Linked DNA regions of Anas platyrhynchos: region 1 is linked to region 2. Evidence: chromatin contacts called from public Hi-C data. All regions are on one chromosome and are shown on one strand. The core of a region is the stretch at or near the end of the contact, and the rest is flanking DNA. Distances in the headings are between cores, read along the strand shown. Region 1 overlaps CDC42BPA (CDC42 binding protein kinase alpha). Region 2 holds the start of CDC42BPA (CDC42 binding protein kinase alpha).

What was found. Hi-C and Micro-C count contacts between places; a contact is called where the count stands out from the background.
Region 1: a Hi-C map of subcutaneous adipose tissue shows a contact between it and region 2, with 4 times the contacts expected there. The contact joins the enhancer-like site here to the promoter of CDC42BPA in region 2. A contact is called at or near these places in 4 of 8 Hi-C or Micro-C datasets (F1 follicle, liver, skeletal muscle and 1 more).

The regions. Positions count from the first base shown.
Region 1 is chr3:19,825,290-19,828,157 of IASCAAS_PekinDuck_T2T, forward strand. CDC42BPA (CDC42 binding protein kinase alpha) reads left to right here. Exons shown (of 37, transcript XM_072035491.1): 17 at 1,053-1,177. Among named protein-coding and RNA genes, the nearest start is that of COQ8A, 88 kb to the right of the region's middle. Within about 2 kb of position 1,417, at least 3 of the 8 cell types and tissues checked have an H3K27ac peak or open chromatin away from gene starts, as enhancers often do. A contact at or near this core is called in subcutaneous adipose tissue, where this site is marked.
Region 2 is chr3:19,725,895-19,728,914 of IASCAAS_PekinDuck_T2T, forward strand. It overlaps CDC42BPA (CDC42 binding protein kinase alpha), which reads left to right and starts at 1,298. Exons shown (of 37, transcript XM_072035491.1): 1 at 1,298-1,439; 2 at 1,928-2,145. The coding sequence starts at 1,950.

The sequences.
Region 1 (2,868 bases), core at 167-2,666, 100 kb after region 2:
GTATTTTAATACCAGTGTAAGCAGTGTAACATATATGCCTATATGTAGGTCTAGTCAAAGAACAGCAAGAGACTAGTCATTTTGATAGTCTTTTTGCATGTTCTTTTTTTCTTTAAATTTGGTTAGCTTTGTATTTGTCTTGTAAAATGGCATTTAAACAACTGGCATATTTAAATCGTAAGTCCACTGAATGGTAAATATGCAGCAGAGTAATATTAGGAGCATAAAAGAGCAGCATAGATTAAAAAATGTTATTTCTTCACGATTTTTGTTAATGTATTTCAGTGCTAAAAGAAACCTTTTATGTGAGATTCATTCTCCTCAGCAGGCCTTTCTATAAAGTCAATCTGATGTCTGGTTCCAGTTTGATTTTGTGAATAATTATTTAGCATAATGAAGGTTTAGTTCCCCATACCCAATCAGATTAGCTGTGGCTTTTGTCTTGCAGAAGGTGCATGTATGAGTGACAGCTGTGTAAGTGTGAGTAAGGTTAATAGCTAGGTATTCCATTTTGTACGTAGAGATTTGCATTTTATTTCAATTTCCATGTCTGCAAGTGAGTGCAATGAAAAATAAAGGAATGTAAAATACCTCGAGAACCTCAGGACTGACTTGTGGTTGTATCTGTTAAGCCTCTCATTCTCCATGGTTACTAAATGAGAGAGAGAGAGAGAGCAGCTTTATCTCGGCTGTAACTATTTTTGTGCCCTTGTTTGGCTTTTTCATATAGAGAGTATTCCCGATCTATATGGTGCAAAACAGAAACTGTCTTAGAGTTGTATGGGTTTTTGGAGAGTAATTCCCTGGAAACTAATGTGTTTGTTAGAGCAAAAATGAAGTTTCAGTTCTTAAACAGACCTTTCAGTACAGTTGAGGTCATACCAGAGAAACTATTCTGGCTTTTATTGTTGCATGGTGTTCATTGTAATGGGCATTAAATATTTTTAAAGCAGATGTATGAAATGGGAGAGGGAACACATGGCTCCGAGTTTGTAATGTGATGGAGTCACAGTAGCTTATACATTTAACAAGTTCCTAAATTTCTCATTCAGCTCACCACCATGTTTGAGAGGCTGAGTATGAATAACCGGCAGCTGGAAGAAGAGATGAGAGACCTAGCTGATAAAAAGGAGTCTGTGGCCCACTGGGAGGCCCAAATCACTGAGATCATCCAGTGGTGAGTACTCAGTATGTGGTAGGGCTATTGCTGAGTTTTTGAATTCGCAAGTGCTTAAGTGAAATTTGCACACCATCCAGGCAGGATTCTGCTGTATTTTTGCATGAGATTTTAATAATATCCATATCTGGAAAATTGCGTTCCTCCTTAAGAGCGAAAGTGTCTTTGCAAACACAACTATTTAAGTGCAAAAGAATCATAGCCATTGGGTGTGGCTTGTGGCTTTGGAAGAATGCTGAAAGGAATCATGTGCTGCTGAGCTCACGCCTCCAAGGAGGAACAAGCCTGGGAAAAGCAGTGACTTGAGAGTATTTGTGTCTCAGCATTAATTTCCTTCATCTGCTTGGCATGTGGCAGAGTGAAACAAATATAGTACTTTTATGTGATTTTTTATAAGGCAGTAAGGCAGAAGGTTTGAGACTATCCCAATGCCAGTCAAGTGGTGGGTTTTTTAATATTTCTGTTAAATAATGATTTTATGTTTATAAAGTCTTCTGTCTTCAGTTCTAATAAATGAAGGGAAAAATAACAAGTTGAAACTATCAAAAGGATAAGATTGCTTTTTATAGACGGCTTTCATTTTTCCCCTTCATTCATGTTTTCCTTCCCCCTCCTTTTTATGGCTCCGTCTAGTGTTTAGCACCTACGAGAACAGTTTGTATCCAGATATTTTTTGTAAAGATCAATCTCCTCTCTGAAGACTTCATCACCATGTAATCGTCTTTTTTTGATTTACTAATATTCTTTCTCATTTTATCTGTCTCAACTAAATAACTAACTTGACATGTCAAAGCAAAAATGGGAAATACTTGTTTTAATGAAAACTAGATCGTTAGTTGTTATATGGTCAATATAATTTTGTTGTCTAAATAGAAAGTTTGGTTTCTGAATACAACCATGTGATACATACCCAGAAGGAAGGCTGTTCTGTGGGTTTCTGGAAGTGTGTAAAACTTCCTGTTACATAAAATTATGTACCTCCAATCTGTGTCATGAAGTTAATAACATCTCAAGACAGTGAATTCATTGCAGAGGTTAAAAAAAAATATATTAAGGGTCCAATTGTGCATATTCCTTTTAAACCACATCTCATACAACTCTTAGTAGACTGCCTGCATCAGAGAAGTAAAAATACATATATTTACTAAAGCTGTTTTTAATGCGTGGTGTATTTGTAGCTGATCAGAAATATTTTCTTTAGAAAAAAAATCAAGGTAAGAAGAGACATAAGTTTGTTATATTGCATTGCATGTTGTTTTTTTAAAAAAAAAAATGCTTGTAAATCTTTTTTCAGATTTACGTGTGAAAGCATTCATAAAAGTTTAGAGTTGTGGAAGAAGACAAGTCATCATTAAATGTGGATTATTTTGCTTGACATGGTGTAAAAATGTACCAACTGCCTATTCAGAAAGTCCCTTTCCAATTTATGAGAGAGTTTAATATTTGAAGACGTACTGCTGAATTGGTTTAGATACGTGATAAGGCATCTTGCATGTATCAGACATCATTTGGGGGGAGGGGAAAGAGGTTTAAAAAGGAAAAAAAGAAATACTATGGGCAAACATTAAGGAGATTTAAAAATTCTGATTTGGTTTCAGTTTTTAATTACTGTACATATCTCAATTTTCCCTTCATATTTCTCTCTGCATACATTAATTTTTTTTCAGCATTGTGAGGCCATATAGTTGCTC
Region 2 (3,020 bases), core at 48-2,547:
GCTGCTGCATTTATGCTCTTTCCTACAGAGCTTTTCTTATCCCCTGGAAAGTGCCGCCAATTTGTGTCCAGAGATAAGGAGAGGATAAGGATAAAACTCTGGGGTTAGGAGCACCATGTATGATGCTTGGGAAGAGGCAATTGAGCATGCTGAATGCAGCAGAAGCGTGGAGCGTCCTCTCTGCTCTGCCTTCTGCAACACCTGAAGCAGGTCCAAGTCCAACACCACTCGTAGAGTGCAGGAGAAGACCTCGTTCTTTGCTGTGGTGACAAGACCCAAGGTGTGCAGTGGGAGAGGGCTGATCATTCCCTGCTCTCTCCCTGAAAGGGCTGTGCTGAAGCTTTAAAATAGGTTTGAATTAAGACTTTTCCTAATTACGGCAATATGAGTATCATCATTGTCTTCAATGCAGTTGCCAATAGGAAGGAAACCCTTGCCTTGTCCCCAACGTCATAGCTTAATGTTAATTCTTCTACCTCTGACAAGCTCACCTATATTTTCAGCAGTTCCAAAGACATTTCGTGGAGAGTTTCTGTGTAGAAAGCTTTTGGAGTCAAATTCTCTGCACATTTTGTCATTCATCATGAGTTGCTAGGAGAGTTTCTTCCTTCCACAAGACGTTGTCCAAGCCCTTGGCTGTCATTCCCGTGCTTACCAACCAGGCAGCGCGCTGCTCCTCCCTGAAGCACACACAGCCCATCCATTTTCCTTCTCCACAGCACACGAGGCGGCCGAGGGAGCCCCGCCTCAGCGCCTGCCCGCGCCCCGCCGTCCCGAGGCGAGGGGCGAGCCCCGTGTGGAGCCGGAGCCGGAGCCGGAGCCGGGGCCGGGTCCGAGGCGGGGCCGCGCTGCCCTGAGCCTCCCCTCCCCGGGGCCGGTCCCGGTCCCGCCCGTCTCCCTGCATTCCCTGCTGCAGCCCCCCCGCCCCCGGCAGCCTCCTCCCCTCAATCCCAGCAGTAGCGGCGGCTCCCGGGCTCGGCTCCCCGCGCTGCGGCGGCGCTCGGCGGCGGCTCCCCCCTCCCCAGCCGCGCCGCCATGTTGGGCTGCCGCGAGCTCGGCGGCGGCTGCTGCGTGTGAGCGAGGCCGGGCCGGGCTGAGGGGAGGGCGCCGGGCTGAGGGGGGGACGCCCGCCCCGGGGAACGATGCCCTTGGCCTGGGGGAGCGAGGCCGGGGCAGCGCCGCCCCGCCGGGAGTGAAGCCGCTGCCGGGGCCTCAGCGGGACGCGCAGCAGCAGCAGCAGCAGCCGCGGAGAGCAGGGAGAGGGAGGGAGGGAGGGAGGACGGCGGCGGTGGCGCCGCGGCCATGGGGAGGCTTTGACAGGGCGCCCAGCGCTCCCCTGCGCCGTGCCGGGGCCGCCCCTTGGCGCTGCATCGGAGGAGCGGGGGGCGATGAAGCCGTCGGCTGCCCTGAAGCGCTGAGAGGCCTCGGGAGGACACCCGGTAAGCAGCGGGGGCAGGCGGAGGAAGGGCGAGGCTCCGCGGGACGGGGCTGTGCCTTCAGCAGGCCTGGCTGAGGGCTGCACGGGGGATCCGAAGCCGTAGGGATGCGGTCGGACCCCGCTCGGGCTCGTCCTGCGTGACCCGAATGCTGGATGGAGGGGGAGAGCTGCCTCAGCGTGCAAACGGCTCAGTCTGAGGCGGCTGGGGTGGTGAAATCGGCTCTACGCAGCCGTGGTTGAATTTCAGGGTAGCTGTTACCATTGACGTGTCAGAAACAGATAGATATTTTTCATCGCTAACCATATTAAGTGGTTTTTCTCTTCTTAACAACGATGCACGCAGACACGCGCTCTATGCATCCGTGTCTGAAACTTGCTGGGCTTCACTTTCAAGCTGGGAATGCTGAAGGGACCTAAAAATGAAGCACAACCACAATTTTATTAAAAATCCGGTTGACATTTCCTTTTTCTTTCTTTTTTTGGATGAAGTATACTTAAAAAAGACCCCCCAATGCAAAGCGAAACAGCCATGTCTGGAGAAGTGCGCCTGAAGCAGCTGGAGCAGTTCATTCTGGATGGGCCGACCCAAAGCAACGGGCAGTGCTTCAGCGTGGAGACCTTGCTGGATATCCTCATCTGCCTGTACGATGAGTGCAATAACTCCCCGCTGAGAAGAGAGAAGAACATCCTCGAGTATCTGGAATGGGGTAAGTTGGAATAGGTGCGTTTGTTTTGGGTGCGTGTGCCCGTGTTGGTGTCTGCTTTGTCTTTGGCATTGATGGGTGAGAGGGGACTGAGTCTAACGGTGTGTTCCTGTGAAATGTTGTCAGCTGAACTGCACTTGAACATGGTGCTGGTGGTCCTGACAAGAGGTTCCTATTGGTTATTTGTTTTTGAGGTGTGTGTGTAAAATGGACTTTATGTTTTTGGCATGGTTCAGATTCTGGTCCATGAAGTGTATATACCCAGGTGTTGGGGTTTGTGTCCTGAAGGTAATGGGAATAGAGAAGGATGAGGGACCAATTCTGTGATATTTGGAGACCAACAGCTCAGTAGGCAATCCTCGGTCTGTTGTCTGGAGTGAAAATGGGGATAAATACTTCGTTTTCTTTAACGTAGCATCATTGCTGACTTTAGGAGATGAAGTTGAAAATCAGAATGAAATGGTGTCCTCCCCATCCTCCATTCCATTCTCTTCCTTAGTTTTAGTGCAACATCACTGTATTTATAAGTTTTCAATGAGAACGGTTGAATGACGGCAGTCCAGTTCTTCTGAAGTTGTTACAGAACTGGCTGGCTTTATTTTTTCCTTTTGGTTCTTTTTCCTCCTTCTACATATAGCTGGCAAAGCGAAGTAGCAGTCTGCCATAAGAGCCTTGATGCTAACCCTTACTGGATGTGACCTTCAAACTTCAAGTCTTGCTGTACTTCTGTTTCCTTTCAGAACTATTTCTCGCATCTGGTTTGTAATAACTGCATCTGGAAGGCACCATTTTCTTAAAAAGCCCATTTTCCCAACATAGCAGGCATTTGATGAATGAGCTGTTTGGGTTGTGTGTAATGAAGTCACGGAGGAAAGACG